2 separate regions of the Ovis aries genome follow, and region 1 is linked to region 2. A link is a contact called in public Hi-C data. All regions are on one chromosome and are shown on one strand. The core of a region is the stretch at or near the end of the contact, and the rest is flanking DNA. Distances in the headings are between cores, read along the strand shown.

Region 1 (6,466 bases), core at 339-2,838, 48 kb before region 2:
GAGCCTAACAGAGCTTCCCCTGGCCTGGAGTCTCTCTCCAACTGGGTGGGCCCAAAGGGAGAGGCCTGGCTGGCTGACCCAGGTCACTCAGAGGGGCCATGGTGGGTGGCTTTTAGGATGCAATTAAGACTAGGGAATTGGGAGCCCGGGAGCCTGGAAGCAGAACCTGGAGCTAACAAGAGAATAATATATAACATTTAAATTCATCTGAGCTCCATGAGGTGAGACCGAGAGTGTTATCCCCAAATGAAAGCAATTACAAATATTGATTGCGTGCCTACCAATTTTTTTCTTTTCAACAGAAATGACAGCAAGAGCTTAAGAAGTATCCAGGCCTGCCTGGATAAGCAAAGGAGTGCACCCCGGTCTGCAGCTCTGTCCACTGGTTAGAACTTGGAGAATAGGGCACGGAAAGAAACCCCCCCAAATGCAAAGAGCTTGAATTTGTGCCGGGGTGAGCGGCTGTGATGGGGAGAGAGACAGCAGAGTACAGAGCAAATTCCAGTCACGCGTCCCTTCTCTCCAGCGAAGCAGGTGTGGATGCCCGGAGAAGGAGTCTTAACCCAGCTTTCCCATCTTAAATGCACTCGCACGGGCTCTTCTTCACTGCAAACTCCCCCTGTCACCTAGCTTAGCCTACCGCCCTGGCCTCTGGACCTCGGACCGGGCCTCACCCCAAGCGGGCTTGGCTCCCACTGCTTGAAGGTCCAGTTCTGGCTCCCCGTGTCCGGGTGGTACGTGGGCGCCAGCGCTCCCTTCCCAGCAACCGGCTCGGCTGCCGCTCGCTTTCTGAACCAACCATCAGCTACAAACTTTTCCTTTCCTTTCCTTTTCTTCTCTCCTCCCCTCTCCCGGATTCTGGCTCCAGCTCTGCGCTCCGCGCACCTTTGGCATCTCCAGAGCGCTTTATTTCAGAGAAGAGTCTCCCGGCCTGACTCCGGGAGGCCTGGGGCGCGCCGCCCGGTTTACACCTGGGCTACACTCAGGGGGTCCCCTTCCCGTCGCGTCCCACCCCCACCGACTCCCAGGTGAGGGGCCGGTCCCCAACGGGCTGTGTTGGAGCGGCCTCAGTCCCACCACGCCAGGAGCTGCGGCAGTGGGCGTGGGCGCGGGGAGTGGGGCGGGGGGTCCCCGGGGCGGGGGTCCCCCTGGTTCCGCGGTCGCCTCCACCCGGCGCGCTCTGCCCCTGGGAGAGCGCCGACCCTCCCGGCCGCCCAGCCGGGCGGGCCGGGCGCGCGGCCCGTACTCACGCAGCAGACTCAGCAGGCAGAGCGCGGTCCAGCCCCGCGCCATCCCGCGCCCCGCGCGCGCGCCCCTGCGGCCCAGCATCGTTCCCGCGGCGACCCCGGAGAGATGCGCAGAGCGCGAGACACTGCCTGGCCCGGCCGGGACGCGCGGCTCCCCGCCCCTCCGCCCGAGCGTGGGGTGGGCGAAACGCGCTTTTTCCCCTCCCCTCCCTCTTCGGTCCTGGCACGGCCAGCCCCTCTCCTTGGCTGCCACTAACGTGAGCTTTCCGCTTAGTCCCAAAGGCCGAGGAAGTTAGGAGCGAGGCCGAGGTTGCCGCTGTCGAGGCCAAAAAAGGTTTTGTAAGGGCCCCCAGATGCCTTGTTCAACTTGATAGAGCGACCCCAGCTTCTTCAAGCTCACTTCCACTGAACTTTTAACCCCTTGGTGTCAGCCTTACAGGTATCCAGGTCAGGTTTCCTCATTTTTTTTTTTCTTTTTCCTCATTTCCTTTCCTTTTTGTTTTCCTTGGTTTTTAAGTTTTAAGCTGAGAACAATCTTGCAGAAGGAATCTACTGGTAAGGACCTGAGTTTACAAGTGTGAGCATTTTTGCTAATCAGGTAAAAACAGGGAAGCCAGGCAAAACGTACCCCGTGTTAAACCTGATGCAGACTGCGATGTGTGGTAACGATGCAGAAAGCCTGAGCAGGACACGTAAATGACGGTAATTGTTCATTTTGTCCCCCCCCCCCCCACCCCTTACAAGATTTGTTTATTTTAATTTGGAGGGTTTTTATTTTTCTCCCTGTGACCGGCCCTGCTTTCTCACATAGTTTGATCCTGTCGCCAGCATCATAAAGACAAAGAACTCCACTAGCACCTGGGATGCTTTCTCCCCAGTCACCCCAGCCCCCTCTCCAGTCCTGGGGCTGAGACTCTAGGGGCTCCATCCTGATCTTCTATCAGAAAAAAATACTTCTCCTGACTCCACCACCTTTTACCTAGTTGGTCCTGGAGCTCCCATACTCCTCAGGAGTTGTTCTGGATGTTGGTAAACTGAATTACTGAACCTGGGAGCTAGGAGGTCAGCCTAGTTACAGACCTGATTATGGGGATGGAGATGGAGGGATAGAGGAGCCTGGAGGAGCAGATGATGGCACCCGGAGCGGGGAAGAGAAAGCACAGTCTTGGAGACCATGCTCTGAGATCCTGAGTGGGCTCGCAGGATTACAGATATCCAGTCCAGTCTCTTCCACAATGACTGCAGCACCGAGCCCAAAGGGACAGAAAGCCCAGCACCCTCAGCTCCTCTCTGATTTCCTTCTCTGCAGAGACCCCCCTGGCATTATGAGAGTGGAAGCGGGTCCAGGTCTAAAAGCAAAACCCAGAACTTCCACTGTGGTCTTGTTGCCCGACTTTCCTTGACAGAGGAAATGAAGCCTTGCATCACAGAAGGAGGCCAAAGCCTCCCGAAGCCGACTTGGTAGCACGTGTGGTGGTGCTATGACTCTGATAGAAAGCACAGATGGGAATTCACATCTGACCACACTGACCACACCGTGATCTCAAGGGCCTGCAGATGGGGACAGAAAGTGCTACAAGACACATTTTAAAAATCAGGCTTTTGTCCTTGGAACTCCGAGTAGACAGAGAAAAAGAGTTGCCCTCCCCAACCTGGACTCTCTCAGCTCCAGGAAACGGGACTGCTTTACCCCCAGTGAGAGGAGGTGAATAGAATGGGAGGTTGGAAACCCCGTGTGAAAACCAATTTGTCTCTCTTGGCTCTTCCTTCATCCTCAGTAAATTCTTCTGGTTACTTTAAATGCCCTTTGTCTGCCCTAGCTGGAGCACAGGAAACAGGAAAGAACTTGTCCCTAGCACCTGAATTTCTTAATTCGTTTTGGGGGCAGAGGAGAGAATGATCCTGTGGAGCAGAGCTTCTCAAAGCATGGTGCACAGAGAATCGAGGGTAAGGTCTGGGACTCTACACTTTTAATAGGCAATCTCTTTTACACATGCTAAAATTTAGGAAGCCCTGGTATAGAACAAAGTCAGGCTAGGTACAAAGTGGATGACAAACTTCAGGGAGGGAAATAGGAGTAGAGGGCATTGGAGGCTGACCGATCACTTACTCTGGGAAACCAGAGCTGTTCTCTGGCTTAAAGGACTATGGATGACACCAGAACCATGACACCAGGGGATAACTGTCCACTCTTCCTATTTTCCAGGGTCCCTGAGACCCATGACCCCAAGCACACATAGCCTTACCCTGATCACCCACAACCTCAGGTTCTAGCCTCTGGATACACGTCCTTCCTGGGACCACAGCCTTGTGTTTCGTCACAGGCCACACAGAGTTGAGCTAGTTAGTGCCTTCAAAGCTTTAGCCTTTCTTGGCTGCTCCTTAATGTCTCTCCTCCCCAACTTTGTCACATGAGCTGTTGCTGAAAGAGGATGTTAACTACACCACACATCGTGGAGGATGTAACAGTCATCTGTAGAGTGAGAGGCTCTGTTGGACCCTTTATAGACCACTCGGTCATGGCTACCCTTACCAGTGAACATCCACCAGCCCAGGCCCCAAACACATACATGTCATATCAATCCGTTTAAAATAGACCCTCATCCTGTGTTAAATGTAACTTCTTTGATGTATAAAAAAAAGGAAGGAAAGACTCTTTGCAACCCCATGGACCACAGCACGCCAGGCTTTCCTGTCCATCACCAACTCCCCGAGTTTGCTCAGACTCATGTCCATCAAGTTGGTGATGCCATCCAACCTTCTCATCTCATCAAAAGAGTGAGTTGCAGCTTCTAAGTTGGTTAAGTTTACCTTTTTTTTTGTTTTTCTAAGTCGCTTCAGTCATGTCCAACTCTGTGCAACCCCAAAGATGGCAGCCCACCAGGCTTCCCCATCCCTGGGATTCTCCAGGCAAGAATACGAGGCACTTAATAAAACATTTGTTCATTTGAAACATTTTCATATTTTGGAACCAAGACTCTTTTTTTCCCCACGTTGCTTTCTTATCTTGGGTCTTTGAAAGTTTTCAGGATTTGGAGCCCAGTTTGGCAAGGAGGGATCCTTGGTGGTGGAAGTGTCCAGATATTAATATTAGAAGGAGGTGATGAGAACCTGCAGTCAGATGTGAGCCCATTCTTTTCTCTTCCCACCTGCCAATCTCTCCAGTACTTCCTCTTGCCAGAACAAAACCAGCAACCAGCTGACAAGGGAGTATGGGAAATGTGGCATGTAGTGTCTTTTGGGAGATTAGTTCCATGCAGTGGAAACCTCCAAGTATGCTCGAGGCAGGCTATAGAGGCCCCAGACCAAGAAGGCTCAAACCAAATTATGGTGATCAAATCACAAAGGTTATGCATTTAGAGGCTATCTATTTAAACCATACAGTTAGAAAAAATAGGAAAGAATCAGATAGGTTAACATACTTTGGGGCTTCCCTGGTAGCTCAGCTGGTAAAGAAATCTGCCCGCAATGTGGGAGACCTGAGTTTGATTCCTGGATTGGGAATATCCCCTGGAGAAGGGATAGGCTACCCATTCAAGTATTCTTGGGCTTCCCTGGTGGCTCAGATGATAAAGAATCTGCCTGCAATGCGGGAGACTTGCAGGATATCTGGGTTCAATTCCTGGGTGAGAAGATCCCCTGGAGGAGGATATGGCAACTCACTCCAGTATTCTTGCCTGGAGAATCCCCATGAACAGAGGAACCTGGTGGGCTACAGTCCATGGGGTCGCAAAGAGTCAGACGTGACTGAGCGACTAAGCACAGCACGGCACAGCACCCAGTTGGGATGGGGTGCCGCAGGGTGAAAGGACTGAGCTCCCCGAACCTTGTGTTTTGCTCTGCTAGTGTAGTTGCCAGGATCAGAATCGAGGTTAAGGAGTCAGTAGGTGGAAGATGCTTGGGAGTAACATATACTTGTTCTACGGGGAGACGCAAGGGCAAGCAGGTTTGGCGTCCAGTTTATTGATACAATGCATACATTCTGGGCAGCCACCCCCTTTTGCCAGGGTTTCTGCAGCAGAGCATACAGGGGCCAGAGTGATGCTCCCAACAGGAAGAGAGCTTAAAGGTGTCAGCCCTGAGGGGCCATGCCCTACACCTGCTGACTTATGACTTGATTTTTCTATTCCTTTCTACACAGAAGTAACGCTCTTGTTTGTTCCCTTCTTTTTTATATAATACATTGCATTTATTCTATTTTTTCATGTCTTACAGATTACAACTTTGCTCCTATTTTTAGTCATCTGAATTCTGCTTATGTCTCACAAACTACTTGCTTACTTATCATCCATAGTTAATACTGATGATTTTCACCTATCCTGTTTGCTTTCCTTGTCCTCTGTAGCAGAAGTGAATATTCTCACAGAATAAAGCAAACGTACATTATACTCTGCACTACAGAGAAGATGACAGAAGTGTGGGGTTGGGACTGAGAGATGCAGGGAGAATACTTGGCACGAATCCAGGTTCATGTCTTTTTTATACAGAGAAGCCCTTGCCCAGCTCTGCTTGCTGTGTGGCCTCTCCCTGTTCGTCTGGAACGCCATTTCTGTTCCGTATCTGCACTTCGCATGTACGTGGGCCTCTTTCTAGGCTCCCTATCCATCGGTCACCATGTGTGCAGCTTTGGATAAGTCCTGATATGGTTAGGTCAAGTGAAGACTCAATTTTTTTCTCAGAAAAGTGGCCTGGCTATTCTAGGCTCTTTGAAAAGTGAAGGTTAAAGTCGTTCAGTGTGTCTGACTTTGCGACCCCATGGCCCATATAGGAATTCTCCAGGCCAGAATATTGGAGTGGGTAGCCTTTCCCTTCTCCAGGAGATCGATCCAACCCAGGCCTCCCATATTGCCAGCAGATTCTTTACCAGCTGAGCTACAAGCGAAGCCCAAGAATACTGGAGTGCATAGCCTATCCCTCTTGCAGCAGATCTTCCTCACCCAGGAATTGAACGGGGGTCTCATGCATTGCAGGCAGATTCTTTACCAACTGAGCTATCAGGGACTCTCCCATATAGATCAGAATTCACTTATCAGATTCCTCCCCAAAATAACCTTTTGGATTTTGATCAAAATTTCCCTGTAGATTAATTTGGAGAGAATAGAATCTTCCATTCAGTGAAGCTGGCATAGCTCTTTATTACTTGGATCTTCTTTAAAGTTTATATTTTTCCCTGTAGTGGTTTTAATTCATCTTTTGTTAGATTTATTCCTAGGTAACTG
Region 2 (6,044 bases), core at 840-3,339:
CACATCAGTAAAGTTCCTCTTGCCGAGAACACATTCTCGAGTTCCACAGACTAGGTCCCGAGCATCTTTGAAGGGAGGCCACTTGGCAGGGGGAGGGGCAGAACTGGGGCCTCAGAACATTTTTCTAAGGAGAAATATCAAATGTTCAACTCTCTTTTTCAATCAAGAAGTGGGAATTTGCTGTGTGACACCGGGAGCTCAACCCAGTGCTCTGTGACCACCTAGAGGGGTGGGATGGGGTGGGATGTTCTGGAGGGAGTGGATGTATGTATACCTATGGCTGATTCATTGTGATATATGGCAGAAACCAATACAATATTGTAAAGCAATTGTCCTCCAGTTAAAAAAAAAAAAAAGAAGTAACATAGCAACTTCTCCTATAAATGTGACAAACTTTGCAGAAAAATATACCTCTGCCTTTCTTCCTGTATCCATTTAACATCAGATTCCCTGCTATGAGGGAAGAAGAAATAATGAAGAGCCACAGACATAGACTCCGCATAAAAGAACAGGGGGGAAGCTAAGTAGGTTGGGAAATTGTAGCATGTGCCTCACTGGGAATGGAAGTTACAGGCCTTTGGAATGATTAGTTGTTAACCATTGTTCACAGCTCTTCAGCTGTTCTACTCTGCAATCTTTTGGCGCCATTCATTTCTCAATATTCTTAAAGCATCAATAGAAACCTTGGCTCCTTTTCTTTACCACAAGAACTACCTGGAAAATAAAAAAATAAAATAAAAATGGTGCTTCTCTGATTGAAGTGGGCACATGGAGTCCCTCAAACAGTCCGTCAGATTCTAGGAACACGGTTTGAAATCTGTTTTGTGAGATCGTTTCTCTGAGTGAAATAACAAAAATAAGTTAGAAATTACCATTCAGAGCACTAGGGAAAACACCATGTTGAAAATTACTTCTTGGAAGCAAAAGCAAGGAACAGAGTATTCTTTCAAGAACTGGCTCTTGTTCTGAGACTTGATTTCCCCAGTTTTGCCACATAACATGGGTGCTTCCATGCCATAAGCCTTTAGTTACAAGAGTAAAGGGTCAGTGTGCAATATGTTGAAAAGTACATAGGTCCAGAAACCAGATGGGAGGAGCTCTGCCCGTTCATTCATTCATCCCGTATTTATAGAGTGCCTATCAAAGGCTTCCCTGACGGCTCAGGTGGTAAAACATCTGCCTGCAATGCAGGAAACCTGGGTTCGATCCCTGGGTTGGGAAGATCTCCTGGAGAAGGATATGGCAACCCACTCCAGTACTCTTGCCTGGAAAATCCCATCCATGGATGGAGAAGCCTGGTAGGCTACGGTCCATGGGGTCGAAAAGAGTTGGACAGGACTGAGCGACTTCACTGTATCACGGCCCCAGGCACAGTCTCGTGGTGGAAGGGGACTCCGGGTGAAGAGGCAGGGAATTGTGGCACCAGCTATCTGGCCGCGCTGTCGGACAGGGCTCTGTGCGTGAGGCACAGGGGAAGGCCTGGAGAGCTTTCCAGAGGAAATGGCGTGTGAGCCTGGAGCTAGAAGACAAGGAGGAGTTGCCCGCAGAGACTAGGGCTGCAGGAGGCCGGGCTCACTGGACCTGGCCAAGCCCAGAGATGAAGAGAGGCGAAGGGAGCGGCTCTGCAGCCGAGTAAGCAGGGGCTGATGATGCCCCAGGGCCTCGAGGCCCTTTGAAGGAGCTCGAACTTTCTCCCAAGAGCTAGGGGAACCATTACAGGGTCCCAAGAACTCACTGGAAAAGGCCCTGATGCTGGGAAAGACTGAAGGCGAGAGAAGGGGACGGCAGAGGATGAGGTGGCTGGATGCTATCACCGACGCGGTGAACAAGAGTTTGAGCAAACTCCGGAGTTGGTGATGGACAGGGCGGCCTGGCGTGCTGCAGTCCATGGGGTCGCAAAGAGTTGGGCACGACTGAGTGACTGAACTGAAACTAAGGGCTCACATGGTAGGGTTTGCTCCTTGCCAGCAAATTCAGTGACCTTGGACAACGTGCTCTCCCAGTTCTCCCATCGGTGTCTGGCTGATCCCTGGCGTCGTTCCCCGCTCTGACCTTGGGACTCGGTGAGCAGTAAGTCCAACTGGCCCGCCGGCCCCTCCGTTCCTGCGGCTCTCTCTGTACCATGGACGCGCCAGTGGCCCTCGCCCCAGGCCTCCCCTGCCCGGTCGGTGCGACTTCTGAAAATCGAGGCGGCCTTGCTCAGCTTGGAGCTGACAGGCGGTCGGTGGACCCGAGGACGCAACGTCGCGAGGCCAGCCGGGCGGCCAAAGCCGTGGAAGAGAGCGGCTCCGGGATTTAAGGGGCAGCGGCTGCTTCCTAAATTTAGGAAGAATAATTCTTCCTAAAAGCCCCCCGCGCCACCGCAGGCCGCTGCCTCTGATCGCGCCGCTGGGGCCTCGGAACACGGCGGCCGGGTCTCCGCAGGGCGGACACCGGCCCTCCGTTCCCGCTCGCGGACCTCAGAGCCAGCCCTCCCGGGAGAGTGGCCCGGGGTAACCTCCACAGCCAAGGCCGCCGGAAGCGCGGCTCTCGGGCGCGGGGCCCGGGGCGGCCTCGGGTGTGCGCAGGCGCGGGCCGGGCGCGCCCGGGAGACGGGGCGCGAGCGGCCGGCGCTCCCGCGGCCCGCGGGCGCCCCCCAGTGGAAGCTGGGCACCAGGGCACCCCGCGTGCGTCCATATGCGGCCGGCGCTGGCCGGGAGCGGATGGCAGGCAAACCCCAGGCCGGGAGCCCAGCCAAGCGCTGTGTTTTTCCAGGTCCGCGCGGGGACCGGGAGACTGCGTGTTTGTTCGGTGGGAATAGTTTACTGGAAAACTAGGCGGAAGATACCCTGCAGATCAGCATGGACTGTATTGTTTGGGAGTCAACAGCCTGTAAAGTACATGTCAGGAGACTGCAGTGCTGGGAACCACCGCTCCCTCCTCCCTGACCTTGAGCGAGGCTCTAGGGGAGGACGGGGGAGGCAGCGGGGTGCGGTGGGGCGGGGTCAAGACTTAGAAGTGACTAGCCTATTGTTGTTCAGTCGCTCAGTCGTGCCTGACTCTTTGCGACCCCATGGACTGCAGCACGCCAGGCCTCCCTGTCCTTCACTATCTCCCGGAATTTGCTCAAACTCATGTCCATGGAGTCAGTGATGCCATTCAACGATCTCATCCTCTATCATCACCTTATCCTCCTGCCCCTGTTTTTCCGAGCATCAGGGTCTTTTCCAATGAGTCAGTTCTTCGCATCAAGTGGCCAAAGTATTGGAGCTTCAGTCTCAGCATCAGTCCTTCCAGTGAATATTAAGGACTGATTTCCTTGAGGGTGGGCTGGTTTGATCTTGAAGTCCAAGGGGCTCTCAAGAGTCTTCTCCAACACCACAGTTCAAAAGCATCAATTCTTCGGCGCTCTGCCTTCTTTATGGTCTAACTCTCCCATCCCTACATGACTACTGGAAAAACCCTGGCCAGCCCTTAAATTCCACCCCCTAGGTCTATGAACTAGGGCTGACGCTCCCCTTTGCCCACCCCACAAAGACATAATGCGTGTGGTCTAAGAACAATTCCAGAGAGGCAAGCTTTCTGCAAGGTGGGAGTGAAGATGGAGGGGCTGCTGGGGACTTGTCCAGTCATAACAATGTCTGAAGGGCATCCCACAAGGGGGGCTTAGCTGTGGAGAGTGAACCCCCACAGGACAGTGATCGTTGTGTGCCCAAGTCCACTTAGGCAACCACGCTGCACACAGTTAGTTCTCTTGAAGTTCGTCGTTGCCGGCTAGCTAGGCAGGCCAAGTCCTCCCTGAGCCTGAGTTGTCCTTAATCTTCTATGATCCCTCCTTGTGCTTTTCTCCGGGAGTCAGTTTGCAATGTGTTTTCTCTCCTTGGAAATTCCAAGATTAATTACAAAAAAGCGTTACTGGCCTCCGCCCATGCTCAGTTCCACCTGTGTTTCTAGACTATGTGCTGGGAAACGGCTTCCTAAGGGCTTCCCTCCATTTTCATGTTCTTCCCACTGCTGAGTCTGTGCCTGGAGTTGGTGGGGGGAAAGCAGCTTCAGGCATGAAGGTACGAACTTGCCAAGGTTTTGCCACTTTGGGGGAAGTCATGCCTTCCAGGCTAGGGCATTTCTTGTATCTAATTCCTGAAGATTCATCCTGGCTGCAGGGATCTGTGGTTTACGATGTAACCCCATCTCATCTGCTTCCCCATAGGTTATCAGAGGCCTGGTGATGGAGGCTCCCATAACAATGCAAGGGACAGAACATGAGTTTGGAAGAATCACCACGTGACTCTTTATGGTGACACCCGTGTTTCATCTTTTTCAAGAAGCGTCTAGACTGGATGACCTCACTGGAGATCTTCTGGCACACAGCCCTCAGTACAGAGAGGGACAAACTGAGACCCAGAGAGGGGAAGTGACTGGCCTGGGTTACTCAGCAAGCTGGCAGCCGACCTGGAAATAGGTCTCGATTCTGACACCCGATTTACTCATTTATTGTACACATTGGTTGAGGGCCCGCTGCGAGCTGGGCATGGTGCTGGGTGCTAAGGACGCAGCTGTAAACAAAAGGAAATGACTGCCTAGACCTTTTACCCTCTGGTGGGTATGTGCGGGATCGTGGGTAGACAGCCAGACTTGTCCCATCACGGTGTGCAGTTAGAAGTGCCGCGAAGCTCTGTGCTCCTTCTTGGAGAAGACGGTCTTGAGGGTTGGGAGGAGAAGCCCGCTCGTGCACTCGCTTGTTAAATAAATACTGGTGGTGTCTCACTGTGTGTCGGCTGCTCTGGGGGACACACACAGCCCTACGAGCAAGACCCGCCTTCCGAAGCTGCCCGATCAGCAGGGCAGAGACATGTCTCTTAGCATCTCTAACTGCACTTCTATGGTTTTTATGCTTATTGCTTTCCTCTCCAGCTCTCCTCCTAAAAAAGAGGCTTGTCGAAAACTCTGATTCTGAAATGGTGCCAACCCTTGCCCCAGAAGGCTTCTCACATCCAGTCACTGTTACTGACTTATTGATGGACATCGTCCAGTGGCCTTGGGGAGGTGGTGGGCAGTCCAGCCACAACCTGTAATGAGGAGAGACAAGCCAGTATCCACCCTGCAGTGAATAATAGAACAAAAAGCTCCCGACGCCTGCAGGATCAAAGCGCAGGAGCCCCAGTGTCTCTGGGTTAAGTAGATCAGCAGAGGGGCTGGGGCAGGCGGGGGGCACCTTGGACTTTCTGGGAGGGAGGTCTGGGTTATGGAGGAAACTTCAGCTGGAGAAGGGGTTTCTGTGCTTTATGGAATGTTCTTCTGTGGCTCTCTGCACCTTCCCTGATGGGGGCTCTTCCCTCCACCCTCCCTCTCTACCGCCCCCTCCAGGCCTAAAGAGATGGACTGGGTGAGGAGGAAAGACTGGATGTATCGGGAGTTGGGAGACACTGGATCCCTGAGCTTAGACAACACTGAATTCCTTCCCAGCCCTCTGTCTTCCCGTCTGTACCATGAGGAGGTTGGAATATGATCCTGAACTTTCTTCTTGCTTTTGTAAGCTGTGTTTCTCTAAAAAGAGGTGGAGAGAATCCATTGTTTAGGATCCTTGTCCAGTTACTTGCAGGCCAGGCAGAGGGGTCCTCAGATCTTTCCTGTGTCCCTCCTCAAACTCAGCCTCTGAACCCCTCTTTCTCAGGGGCAGCCAGCAGGAGGTCAGGCAGGAGATCTGTGTTATTTACTCCCTCACCCCATCTTATGCTCAGTGGAGAAACCAGCAGCAATCTTAGAGTAAGTTTTTTTGGGAAGGGTGAATTATTATTTGTATTTTTAATCTTAAAAGAATGTTTAAAAATATTGATATTAATGTTAGTGCCTGAAAATACACGTGCAGTTCTAGAGTCGCAGACCCTGGGGGTGGAGGTGCTGCAGGGAGCTGTGCAGATGTTTATCTTGGGCAGGAAGACCCCCCGGGGTCCTCCACACTGCTCGCTGGCTTTGAGTACCACACCCTATCCGCTCCTTGGAAAAGTGTGTGTGTGCGCATGCGTGCCTGTGTGCCCTGTGGCCGCCTGAGTCTTGACCCTTTT

The links. A called contact is a pair of places that touch in the nucleus more often than the background predicts.
Region 1: a contact with region 2 is called in a Hi-C map of tail adipose tissue, with 3 times the contacts expected there. The contact joins the promoter of CD34 here to the enhancer-like site in region 2. A contact is called at or near these places in 9 of 16 Hi-C or Micro-C datasets (blood, liver, mesenteric adipose tissue and 5 more).

The regions. Positions count from the first base shown.
Region 1 is chr12:74,889,923-74,896,388 of ARS-UI_Ramb_v3.0, reverse strand. It overlaps CD34 (CD34 molecule), which reads right to left and starts at 1,588. Exons shown (of 7, transcript XM_060396222.1): 1 at 1,505-1,588. It overlaps LOC132657485 (a long non-coding RNA gene), which reads left to right. Exons shown (of 4, transcript XR_009595767.1): 2 at 303-534; 3 at 1,846-1,949; 4 at 2,059-6,466.
Region 2 is chr12:74,842,581-74,848,624 of ARS-UI_Ramb_v3.0, reverse strand. LOC114117305 (a long non-coding RNA gene) reads left to right here. Exons shown (of 2, transcript XR_003591021.3): 1 at 1-2,070; 2 at 4,190-6,044. Among named protein-coding and RNA genes, the nearest start is that of CD34, 49 kb to the left of the region's middle. Within about 2 kb of position 2,089, at least 30 of the 54 cell types and tissues checked have an H3K27ac peak or open chromatin away from gene starts, as enhancers often do. A contact at or near this core is called in liver, muscle and tail adipose tissue, where this site is marked.